Linked DNA regions of Mus musculus: region 2 is linked to region 1. The links are chromatin contacts, called in public HiChIP or PLAC-seq maps. All regions are on one chromosome and are shown on one strand. Each heading gives the region's core, a stretch centred on a gene start, on an enhancer-like site or on the middle of the called end of the contact. The rest is flanking DNA. Distances are from core to core; before and after follow the strand shown.

Region 1 (6,405 bases), core at 1,165-3,664:
ACTTTTGAGGTTGGTGTAGGCTGGAGTTTCTGGGGGAGGGATCCTCAGTGGAACTGGAAAGCTGAGAAAGGCTGTAAAAGCTTGGGGTTTGGTGGACACAGGCAGGATCTGTGGAGAGCACTAGGGCCAGCACTCAAGAGCTCCTGCCTTCACCACAAAGCAGGGCCTTTCCTGGGTTGTTAGATACCTTGGGGTTTGCTCTCAGTCCTTAAATCAGCTGGGTCTAGGCAGGGGGAAAGATTCCAGCTTCATTCTGGCAGCGGCAGTTTTTTTTAAAATTTATTTAAAAAAATTTTTTTTTCATTCTTTTTGTCTTCGCTGTCATTCTAGTCTGCAGGGGCCTTAGGGTTGTTCTCTGTGACAAAGTAACTGAAAAGGAAGACGAATATGCCACAGCTTGCATGGTTTCCTAACTTATTTCCACCCTAACACCCTCTTCACTCCCCCGCCCCCACCCCTCACCTCCCCCACTCCCTCACCCCCTCCACTCCTGCCTCAAGCAATCTGTTGAGTTTCTAAATTGTCCAGAGTGGCTTATGGCTTCGAACCAAGAACAAGGACACCCACAGGGTTAATAGATCATGACACTCACTTCTGCCCCTAAGCAGGCTGGCATCTTGCACCTGTTTCAGAATCCCCCAAGACACAGGTGGGTGGGGTGTCTCCCAGGGTAGTCACTAGCAACCTCCCAGCTGGTCCTCAGAGAGTGGCATCATGGGAGGAAAGTGAGGCTGGAAAGAGAACAGAACATTCTAGAACCTTCTTTGTGTGTTTCATAAAGGTACGCACTACAGTGTCCACACTGACAAGACAGAATGTGACACCCTTACAATGCCAAAGCCATGGTTCTCTTGAGTTTATCCAACAAAGGGCGAGAGTGTGGCTCTAATTCCGGTTGAGGCTGCCGTCCCTGGGAAAGTTGTATGTCGGCAAACGCTGGGGTTGTGTGGATATATTTATATTTATAGACATTTCCAGATAGTCCACCTCAGAAGGCTGTGCTTCCCAAAGAATATTAGCCATGACAACACGAGGAACCAGTTTTGAATACTCCACCTTTGGAGGCACAAATGGTTCCAATGCAAGACCCAAACCAAGACTTTACAACCCTTTAGCTGACTTGGTGGGCTCTGCTCAAAGGCAAACAGAGTACCTCCATACCCCTGGAGCTAGCTCATCCACTCTATTGTTTTTGTTGTTGTTAATTATGTATATCTGTAGTTTTTCTTGAGCACATTCTCACGAGAGCTGATGAGCTCAGCTCACTAATTCCAGCCTAGGCCAATAACGGGATAACCACTGACTCTTCAGCAGCGCCTACCTCCTCATTCCTGCCGCGAATGGGAGGCCACACAACCCTGGGCATATCACATTCCAGTTTATTCTCCCAATAAGCCACACCGGAATGTCCCACGTAATAAAATCGGTGACTCTCCACCTGCTGGATATGTGAGCCAGGAAAGCCCCAGAGCTCAGAGCTGACGGGGCTTCGCGAAACGAAAGCCCTTCATTCTGAGAGTGTTAGTTTTGACGACATTTGGAGTCCCCCTGTGCGAGAATAGAGAGCCTTTCTCCCCCCCCCCATCCCCCGCTCCGCCCCCTCCCGCTCTCTCAGGGAGGGAAGTGGAGGGTGCTTTGGGGCGGGGACCAGCCCTCCACCTACCAGTTTCAGCCCACACAGCCTTGAGCTTAGAAACCGGCCCCTGGTCCCCGCCCGTGCCACCATGGACAGGCGTGCGTGTGGCCACAGTCCCCAACCCAGACAGGGGACTAGCCCTTTCCTTGACTTTCAGAGGGGAGACACCTGGACAGCCGCTCCCCGATGTCAGAAAGCAGCCCCTCCCCAGCTGCCCCCCCCCCCCCCAGTGCTCCCGGGCTGGAGGCTCTGCGAAAGGTCCGGGGGCGGTGCGGTTCCGGGGAAAGGGACCACAAGTGGGGGCGGCCGCGGCTGAGTGTGAGCGGTTCAGATGGGAGATCACTGGCGATAACCCGGCCCGGGATGGCGACGCTCGACAGGAAACCTCGAGCAAGCAGGGAGCCAGCTGCGGGCCAAGGAGGAGGGGTGACTTTCGGTAACCGCACAGCAGCCGGCGGGACAGCAGCGGAGTGTAGGGCAGCGCCCCCCCCCCCCATGTCCCTGCTCACTGATCTTCACTTTTGACTATGCACTCCTGCACGATAGGGCTCTAAGAGGTGTTGGGGAAAAAAAAGCCCAGCAGCAACTAGTTTCAAATGTGTCCGCTGGGCGCACCCAGGTTTCACCGCAGGAGGTTCCGGGGTAGTTGGTGAATGGACCCCTCTTTACAGCCTAAAATCGCTCTAAAATCAGAATGGCAGGCTATCTCCCAGCCTCCAGTCTGGGCAAGGCAGGGTGACACAACCACAGCGTGATTCATCAGTACTTTGCGCTGCCAACGAAGGAAAAGAGCCTGCAGTGTGAGGGGGTCCCCGCGTGACAGCCTCTGTCCCCCACTGACAGCCCCGCCCCTGGGAGCTGCCAGAGGCAGGAAGGCAAGCTAAGGCATAGAAACCTGGTTTTAGCTCCGGCTCTGGGTGCTGTAAAACCTCTCCGCATCCAGTGTCCTGAACAACCGGGCCACCAAGATCAGCTCCAGGAAGAGGTTGACCAGACGAAGCCTTCCTGGTTCCCTTGGCTCCATTGGACTTCTTTGGGTAACCTAAGCAGTCTGTGGCCCAGAAACCCGGGAAGAACCCAGGAAACACCCCATTCCGGCTAAGGGTGGGACCCGCTGAAGGGACTCTTGGATTTGAAGGACTGCTTCACATCTCACCTGCCTGGCCCTGCTGTTGCTTTAAGTGTGTATTGGGGGCTTGTACAGTGAACACGGCTCATGTCTACAGCATTGGATCACAGAAACAGTGGCCGGCAATCATCGTTTCTATGTGCACTAGAAATGTACATAGTAAAAATCTGTGTGTGAAATATGCATGCGTACCTGGTCTTGTGTGTGCCGTGCCAGAGGTCAGAGGTCCATGTCTGCAACGCTTCACCGTTTTAAGGCATCCATCTTCACGTAGCCTAGAGTCACTGATGTGGCTCCGGAGCTCCTGGGGTCCTTCTGCTTCCTGCTTCTCCACCCTACCACCAGGATTACAAATGCAGGCTACTGACAGGGCGTTTATGGCAAGGCTGGGGAATCTGACCTCAAGTCCGCAGGCTTGAACAGTAAATCCTTTCCCTGCTGAGCCATCTCCCCAATGAACCCTGGTGTCCTAGTGTTCTATTTTATTTATTTATTTTTTGAGTCTCAGGATATATGTATTTTAACTTCATTCTTCTATATTTGGGGGGTAGAGGCAGTGCTGGTGGCTAAACACAGGGCCCTGACCACACTAGGAAAGCACTCTCTACTATGTCCCAGCTCCATCTTTAGTGTGTCAGAGTGTCAAGAATACCCACAATGCCACACAACCATTGCTACTATTTATTTCCACCATTTTCGTCATCCCGAGCAAAGCTGCATCTAGATACACTTTAATGCACACATATACCTATGTAGCCTATATGTTTCTAATTTTTATATAAATTAGTTTGTATAGTAACTCTAGAGTGTACAGGGCTGCTCTTTTTAACCAAATTTTCTCAGAGATCTTTCTAGCACAGTCAGAGGGAGTTCTCTATTGTCAGTGAGAGGTGGGTTTTTTCCCTCTCCTCAGACAGGGTTTCTTGTAGCCCAGGCTGGCCTGGAATTTCACATCCTTTGGTCCCTAGCTTCTCAGTGAGGGGATTACATGTACTGTATATTGAACTCAGGGTTCTGTGAATGCCTGGCAATCAGTCTGCCCCCTGAGCTACACCCCAGGCTCTTGTAGGCATATACAACTACTATAGAAAGACATTGTAATTTTTCACTCCTGGTAAGTAGACATTTCTGTTATCTTCATGTTTTTTTTCCTTCTTCTGAGGGTAATGATGCAACGGTCATTTCTGTGTACACATCTCTGCACACCAAGGTTTTCTATGAAACAAGAGCTCAGAGAAATGGCAAATCCTGTTTAGCATTTTGACGGGGGCCATGATTTGAGAGGATTTCTTTTAAGTTGAGCTAATGTGCAGTGAGGAAAAGAGCAGAGACCTGAGTAGGCTGGCCTCGCTCTCAGGCTCTGCCTGCCACCCGTGTGCAGTGGGACCCCAGGTCAGTCACTTTACCTCCCAACCCCCAACCTTCCGTCTCTTTATTTGCAAAAGTGGAGCAAATCAGAGCTTCCCAGTTTACCTCAGTCCATTGTTACCACTAAATGAAATACAACTCTAAAAGCATTTCTAGATTCAAAGTGTGGAGGGAGCCAGTGTTTAGCAGGACCATGGCTGTGACAGTCAGCAGCTATATGCCAAAGCTAGCATCAAGAAGAAGGGATGGGTCTCCTCTCCGTACCTGTTGATGTATGCAGATATGTAAATATACACAACACCCTTGTATATTGTCCTTTGTATATGCATTGCTGACTTTTTTTGTATGTTTGTTGACATTGAGTCTTTTTCTATGTAGCCCTGGATAGCCTGAAGCTCCATATGTAGACCAGGCTGGCTTCAAACTCAGAGACCTTTCTGCCCCTGCTTCTACTGTGAGGGATGCCCCACCCAACCCTACAATGCATTGTTTTTTTTACAAGATCTTTATATATTCCACCCGTAGCACAGCGAAGGAGAACAAGGAGACCATTAAAAACAGTATTTAGGGGCTGGCCCAGCCAAGAAAGGCACCGGCTCTCCAACTTGATGACCTGAGTTCAATCCCTCCAACCCACATGGTGGAACTCGAGAACCAACTCAGGCAAGTCGCTGTCTGACCTACGTGTGTGCACTCATACACATATGCACACACACAAACATGCATAAGCAGATGCAAAAATCGTTTAAGAGATGCACTAAAACTATGAAGTAGCCCCAAATATAAAGCATGGTTCCGTAAAACAACATTAACTATTACAACATTTGAGAAGCTATAGCACAGACTGAAGAAAAGCACAGCTTTTGTTTTGTTTTGTTTTGCTTGGTTTTTTTCCCCCCTCAGGAAAAAATGTTTTGATTCAGGGTTATCGTAAGTGATAAATAGCAGACTTGTTGGAAGGCAAGCTGTTATTATACTTCTAAGTGACCGTGTTTCAACATGACATTATGAGAGATTTTGATAGTTTTTCTTACCTTTCTGCACTTTTATAATGAGTTCATTTTACTTGAAAATAGGAAAAAAAACACAATAACAGAAAAATGTAAAAACATTGTGCAAACCACAACTTTAATGGAAATAAACAGAAAGGGAAAAATCGCTGCCCACGATCACTCTAAATCTAAGAAATAAAACAGCCCCTTTCTCTGCTTGGGATCTTTGTTACGGGGATGTGCGGTTTGTAGGTGGCAGTGACCAGGTTGGAAGCATCATAACAGAACAGGAATACGTGCATACAGACGCTGTTGGAGGGTGAGGGGCCTGGGGCAACTTACAGCGGGGAGTGACATGTGGCACTTGTAAATTGTGGAGCGTTGCCTTGAAAGTCAGGGCCATCAGAGTAAATCAAGGAAAAGCTAGGCACTAAGGATGCTGGCCAGTGTATGTCCTGACCTTGCAGTATCTGTGTATCTCCACCTCTCAGCCTCAAACAACTCTCTGAAGACCAGCAAGAAAGACCCCTAAGAGTAGAACTGAGTGGCATTTAAGAGCCTCTCAGAGATTCAGTTTCCCCAGTTGTAGAGTAAGAGTCATGGTGAAGTCTGCATAAAACTCACCTCTGGTTCTAGGCACAGAAGGAACCCCAGCTAGTGGGCTGTCACAGATATGTCATGTGTCTAGCTTGCATCCTTCTTGCTGCAATGAAGGCTAAAGGCAGCAACCCCTGATGGAAAAGCCTGTGTGCCCCCATGCTGTGGTCAGTGGACTGGCACCAGGTCCGGCTCTGCCCTCCACAGTCACCCCCACCGCTGCTGCTGCCACTGCCTTCCTGAGAACACGTGATTTCCTGTTTTCTAAATTCTTAACCTACAATGTCATCTGTCAGTTGAGTCTGAGGTGGGGGTGGGGGGTGGACGTCAGCAAGACCCAGGGTCCCAAGCTGGGGCTCCAAACAGAGGAAGCTAAGGGGCTGAGAAGGTGGCTGCTCCTACCTAGATGAGCCATATGGTCACCACAGATGGCATTGAGTCCTTTGTACTGAGTGTGCATGGGGTCTAAAGGATCATAGAGTGGGGTGAGAGGTAGGGGTATTAGGGGTGGCTAGGTTGGTTTCATGGTCACATGGCCTTGGCCTCAAATTGGCTCCCCTTCAAGCATTTGGCCTATAAACTAGACATTCAAAGACTGAGAAAGAGAGCTCTCCACCAGGGGTTGGGTGGGTGGAGCGCTTCTCACCCCAACAGTATGCAAGCAAAGGCTGGAAGGCTGGTCA
Region 2 (6,329 bases), core at 1,569-4,068, 200 kb after region 1:
TCTGAGACTTCTCACTTACAGAGACTCTTTCAGATATTGTAAGACCCCCCCCCCCGTGCTGTAGATAATAAAATTGCTGAAGTTTCCAGTTTGTGGGTTGTTATTGCATAATTGATGTTGTTCCATCAGAGTGAGCACAGTCCACTTAATCCCAGCTTTCTCTCTCTCTCTCTCTCTCTCTCTCTCCCTCTCTCTCTCTCTCTCTCTCTCTCTCTCTCTCTCTCTCTCTCTCTGTGTGTGTGTGTGTGTGTGTGTGTGTGTGTGTGTGTGTGTCCTTTTCTCATTCTCTATCCACAGGTTTCTAGGACCAAGCCACACAGGATATAGCAAGAGCCAGCTTGTGTTCAGCTGATATCATTACAGAGTGCCCGTATTCAAAGTAAAATTCAGACTGGCTTTATGGTTTTTTTTTTCTGAAAGACACATTGATAGGGGATTGCTAGAGGTAGCAGAGAGATCTGATGTAAGTGAAGACTCTAGGCACAGGGGGAAAAAGCTAGAGACTGTGCAGTTCTGTGGTGAGCAACCAGTCCTGTCCCCTGTTGCTGTGATGAAACACCATGACTAAAGCAAGTTGGGGAGAAAAGGGTATATTTGGATTACATTTCCATATCCTAGTGCATCACTGAAGGAAGTTAGGATAGGAACTCAAACAGGGCCAGAACCTGGAGGCAGGAGATGATGCAGAGGCCACAAAAGGATGCTGCTTACTCATCGTGGCTTGCCCACCTTACTTTTTTATAGAACCTGGGACCACCAGCCCAGAAGTTGCACCACCCACAATGGACTGTGTCCTCCCCCATCAAACACTAATTAAGAAAATGCCTTACAGCTGAATCTGATGGAGGTGTGTTCTCAGTTGAGGTTCCCTCCTTTCAGATGACTCTCTCTTGTGTCAAGTTGACATAAAACCAGCCAGCATAGCCCCCACTTCAGCAGGCTCTGAGAATGGACTCTTAGGTTATGTAATGAGGATGGATGGTTTGTACTGATTGGGTCTGCTCTTAAAACAGAGAGACATACTTAGCTACCAACAGTCATTATTCCTGGACTGGTGTGAGGAAATGAAGGTGCCTTCCAAACTGTGAGTGGGCGTTGCTCAAGGACTGCTATCAGGCATACAATATGCTGCCAAACAGCTTATGGATTAGCTGGGGGTGGGGATCGTATTGGCTTTACTGCTAATTATATACTCTTAGGAGAGGGACCAGCTGGAAGAAGGGGAACGAAAAAGAGCCCAAACTCATTTGCAAACGTGTAGTGGTTTGTTTTTTCAGATTGGAATCCATTGCTTACATAATCTCTCAGGACAATACCCTAGAATACTACCTGTGTTGTCAGTTTGTCATTGAGGGATCAACAGGGAGTTGTGTCTATGAGCATCACACCGTATTTGTCTCAGGTCAATCAGTGGACACTACCAGACAGAGTCCTGTGCCTTAGAAAGAACAGGGAGTATTGCTGTAATAGTATATATAGAGAAATGTGAGCCATTACCTGCTAATATGATGAATCCTTGGCCAATTTGGGGAAGAAATCTCTGTCCCTCTGTGGAAAAGGACAAGGAATCAGAGCAATTTCATCTCAGCCTTCTCATCTTCAGAGGTACCATGGCCATTCTGATGCTTTTCTGTGCATTCTCCCACCCACAGCTGACACCTCTTGAATGCCAGACATGAACTCCAGTTTCCTCTGAGTTGGTCTTCCTATTACATCCACTTCCATGGGCCTAAAATGCCTCCATTTAGCTTCTTATCCTCTGCCAGTCATTTCCTTTTGCTGACACCTCTCTCAGAATCGCCCAGGTTAGAAAGGGTTTATCTTATGTACATGTGACTTTGCCTCTGAAGTGACTCGAGCCAGCCCTAACTTGGCAAGCATGGCTCTGGCAGGCCTTGCCCTTCTCCCCATTCTCTCTGCCTTCCTAAAAACCATTAGATGATATGCCTAAAGCTAGGCACTGAAATCTATTCCCTTATTTGGCCACTTCCTCCTCCTGAGGTTGACTACGGAGGTCCAGCTATCAAAGTACTGAAGTCCAGCAATCACAATCCCTTTTAGCTTACCTAATTAACATGGCCAGTTAAAATTAAACACCTCGTCATAACACAGGGTTTCCCCTGTGCCATTATAGACTACCATTTTCCTATGGGTCACATCTGTCTCCTCTCTATCCAGAGGCAGTCCTTTGTCCCCCTCCAGGACAAGTAACCCTATCCCTTGTTCCCTTTCTCCATCTCCTTCTATATCCCATCTTTGTTTTTTTATTCTCTGACCTCTGTCCCTCGGGGGCAAATAAATCTCTTTGGTGTTAAAAACTTGGGTCTCGGGGTCCTGAACAGATACCTGTCCCCTTAGCATCCTTGACTATAACTGAACCAGACAATCTGCAATGGATCCACTGAGAATGTTGCCTCACAGGAACAATGGACAACATGTTAACTGGTTGAGACTCCCCTTTCAAAAGCCAAAATATTGATTCAGAAAGACTTACTTAGTAGTCTTACTTCCTTACTTAGTAGTAAGGAAGAAGTGGAAGTTAAGGTGCACACAGGAATAATGGCATAGAGATGGAAAGTCACATATGTCATAAGATCACAAAATCTAAGGGGGAACAACTGTGAGAAGAGACGTTCTAAGTAGCCAGCTATACAGAGCCATGGAAGACAAGACTGATGACCAACTGCTGCACCTTCTCCATAGAATGGATTTCATTCCCAAACAACTTTTATGGAATGCCTGTTTTATGGCTGCACCTCTGTCCTTGTTTTTCCAGCTAGAGTAATTATGAATCACTCTTGCTTAGTGTATTTGGATGACGATCCTTTTTACCCACAAAGCTCTAATAATCACCTAGACCCCCTGGCCCTATCAGTAACCAGGCCTCAGGAACTCCCCAGGGTATCTCTGATCTGCCCTTCTCTCCCCTTTGCCGCTGGGAGGTTTAGGTTCTTGTTCCTTCTCATTCAGACTGTTCTATGACTATATCCCGGTTTGTCTCAGGTTTGCTATGGTTTCTATATAAAGAGTAGCCTCCAAAAGCACATGTGGTGGAGCCTTGTCCCCATTCAGATGTCTCCAAGGAACGATGCCTGCTGTTGGGACAGTGGAAGAAAGAACATCCCGGGCACAAGGTGGCAAAGAACTTGGCTGAATTTTGTTCACATTCTGGTGTTTAGTGGAAGGTAGAGATTGCAAAGGAAGCAGCTGGGCGTTTAGCTGAGTAGACAGCTAAGTGTAGGGCTGGAGTGGTGCTTAGCTCCTTCTCAGTGCCTATGGTAAAATGCAGGGGCAAGCAAGTGACCCGAGCACAGAATTGTTAAGCAAAAGGAATTAAGAGATCAGATGTGAAATAATTCTCAGCCTGTCCGGAGCACACACACAAATGGGAAAGTACTGGGAAGAGAACAGAAGAATAGTCAGGCTAGCCATTTCCTGGAAAGACTGGCATAAATGTGAAACATTTGCACCTCATCAGAAGTCAGAGAGAGAGGTGGGGTTACAGCAAAGGAACTGCCTGCAGGCACCAAAAGAAACAGCCAAAGTGGATGGAACAAAGGAAGGCTGTAAGTGTCTTGTTCTTAAAGGCAAGGGAAGGAAGCCTATCCCCACACTCTAGACTCTACAGAGCAGGAACCTGCAACAGCATCATGGGACAGCTCAGTCCTGAGAGCCAGGAGCTACTCCTGGGCTGGGGGAGCTGATCACCCAGCAGAAGAGGATGTTTCCAGAGCCTTAACTTTTCATAGGATTTGCATTTCACAGGATCTGTTGGGCTTTGGTGGCACACACCTTTTAATTCCAGTGCTCAGCACTCAAGAGGCCAAGGCAGGTGGATGGATCTCTGAGTTCAAGGCCAGCCTGGTCTACAGAGTGAGTTCCAGGACAGCCAAGGCTGCATAGAGAAACCATGTCTTGAAAACCAAACCAAAACCAAAATTTCATAGGATTTGCCTGGCATGTCTGAATTTCTTAGGACTAATCAGCTTTTTTTTTTTTTTTTTTTTTTTTTTTAATATTTAGGGTTGACCCCTTCAGAGTGATAAAGTCTTGCCAACCCATTCAACCACTGGTGTTTGAGAAACACCAACTTCTTTGATTTGACATGTTCACAGTTAGAGAAGAATTTTGTCTCTCAGAATGAATTGCATCACAAATATTATCCATATGCCTGATTAAAATGATATTTAGATGAGACATAAGACTATAGAGGTGATACTGAAATCACTGGGATGATATAAAAGTGTATTTTCTACATAAAGAAGATATGAATTTGGGGTGAGGAAGCAAAGATGGACTGCTATAGATATTTGTGCTGTACCCATTTATGTGTTGAAACCTAACTCCTGGTATGATGGTATCATGAGGACTTTGAGAAGAACTTGGATCATGAGAGTGGAACCTTCAGGAAAAGGATTCGTGCCCTTCTAGGAAGAGATCTAAGAAGGCTCACCTCTTCTCTCTGCTCTCCACCATGTGAAGAAAGCTAGAAAGAAAGAGAGCCCTCGACAGACGGCAGATCTACCAGCAATCTCTTCTTGGACCTCACAGCCTCTAGAACTGTGGAAGGAAAGTGTCCAGCCTAGGGTATTTTGTCATAGACACCCAAATACAGTGAGACGGTTTCTACTGAACTCTGTTCAGTATAGAATCTGTAGTGTAGGCACTAGAGCTGCCTTTCCTGGGCCCCTTAATCAATTCATTTTACCAAGTTCTGACCTCAAACTTATATCGAAAGGACATTTGCTGAGGTCTAGCCTATCAAATAAGACTTATTATGACCACTTCACCTGCTGGTTCATACTCAACCTTCAGGAGGCATTCAGGGCAGAGAACTCAGAGAAGTTCAAGGCACAGACTCTGGAGATGAGCTAGGTTCTGTCCTGGCCCTGACGTTAACTGGTTTCTATGAGTAAAGTGTCAGTATCCCCATACCTTCACCCCCAAAACGGCAGAAGATGGCAGTGTCTGCTCCTTAGACTGTATGGGAAGACTAGATAGAACAATGGACACACGTGCATGCAGTAGTCCTTGTTCCCCAACAAGACTTCATTCTACTAGAAGCCAATTGACCCTGAGCTTGGCACTGTGTTCCCTTTTTATTTCTTTTAGACAGCCAATTTTTTTTTTTTAATTGGGGGAATGGGTCTCTAGGGGCGGACCTGGGGCCCTCACTGCACAGCTCGCTCATTGGCACCATCTCCAGAATCCTGTGGCTTCATCACATCTGGAAGCTCTGGAGGGCTGAGAAGGGCTTGACGCGCGGAGCTTCGAAGGTGTCATCTGCTCGGAAGGCCAGGTCCACTGTGGCTGGCGCCTGTGGCCATGCTGTCTAACTAGTGAAGCCACACTCGGAGTTTTTCCATCATCAAGAAGCTGGTCGTCCTTGTAAAGTCGCTGCTCCTCTGGCGGCCGCTTGAGGATGCCCTCGAGGAGATGCGCTCCAGTTCCAACAGGGTGCTCTAGCTTCCTTAATGTTCTTAAAGATGGTGGTCTTGCGCGGGATCATAAGAAACACGTCCATCCCCGCGGCTGCTTCAGGCTCAATTAGCTAGCGCGGCTGCGCTCCGCCCCGCCCCTTCTGTGTTACTTTTATCATCAGTATTGTCCCACTCCAAGGTTTATACTCTCAACCTTACACTGTCAACTTAAGATACTGCACAGTGCAGCACTGATTAATCAGTAGCAGGGTGTTTCCTCCTCTGTGTCATCACTACACTCTGGGTTTAATGTCTCCCATCCCCCACCCAGTAACTGTGTCAGGCTTGTGGGATAGGTTTGTGACTTAGCAAGTGTTTACCTAGTACATAGCATGTCCAAGGCCCCAGCTTCATTCCCTGGCACAACAAAACAAAACAAAGGCAACTGTGGGCTCGTGAGTCAGCTCGCCATCAGCCACCAGCTGCTTCCTGCCTGTAGGATGCAGCTTTTGTCTCCCACATACTCTCAGCATAAAACCCTGGTCCAAGCACACACAAACCAAACGCCCACAGTTGAATGGTTCAGTGAGTGAATTAATGAAAATTATCACTGAAACAGCATCTCAACCTTGCTTCTTACAAATAAAATATAATTTAATCTCAAAACATTACATTTACTTCGTGTATATGTAAGGGGGTGGGGTGGGGGTGGGGAGATTACATACTCAGACCATGAGCAAGCTTGTGTGAGCCCCAGAGATCAGACGAAGGTCGTCTGCCTTGGTGGCAAACACTTCTACCCACTGAGCTATCTAGCTGGCACCTATATCATTTTTCAGTGACAGCATCCTTAATGTGGCCCTCCCCAGAAAAAAAGTCTTCATTTTTTAATCTACACTATTAATACTT

What was found. HiChIP or PLAC-seq counts read pairs in DNA pulled down with a chosen protein or histone mark.
Region 2: a contact with region 1 is called in an HNF4G HiChIP or PLAC-seq map of pancreatic cancer cells. The contact joins two enhancer-like sites. A contact is called at or near these places in 6 of 484 Hi-C or Micro-C datasets (CD8 T cells, bone marrow-derived macrophages, embryonic fibroblasts and 2 more), 4 of 115 datasets of contacts at active chromatin or transcription factors (the SCID.adh cell line, effector CD8 T cells, embryonic stem cells and 1 more) and 2 of 9 other capture datasets (adipose tissue and embryonic stem cells).

What each region holds. Positions count from the first base shown.
Region 1 is chr1:165,843,142-165,849,546 of GRCm38.p6, forward strand. The region is part of intron 1 of Cd247 (CD247 antigen); the gene reads left to right. It overlaps Gm32999 (a long non-coding RNA gene), which reads right to left and starts at 5,985. Exons shown (of 3, transcript XR_003948767.1): 1 at 5,750-5,985; 2 at 2,958-3,100. Within about 2 kb of position 2,415, at least 160 of the 459 cell types and tissues checked have an H3K27ac peak or open chromatin away from gene starts, as enhancers often do. A contact at or near this core is called in pancreatic cancer cells, where this site is marked.
Region 2 is chr1:166,038,168-166,044,496 of GRCm38.p6, forward strand. It overlaps the pseudogene Gm7626. Among named protein-coding and RNA genes, the nearest start is that of Gm33224, 7.8 kb to the right of the region's middle. Within about 2 kb of position 2,819, at least 4 of the 459 cell types and tissues checked have an H3K27ac peak or open chromatin away from gene starts, as enhancers often do. A contact at or near this core is called in pancreatic cancer cells, where this site is marked.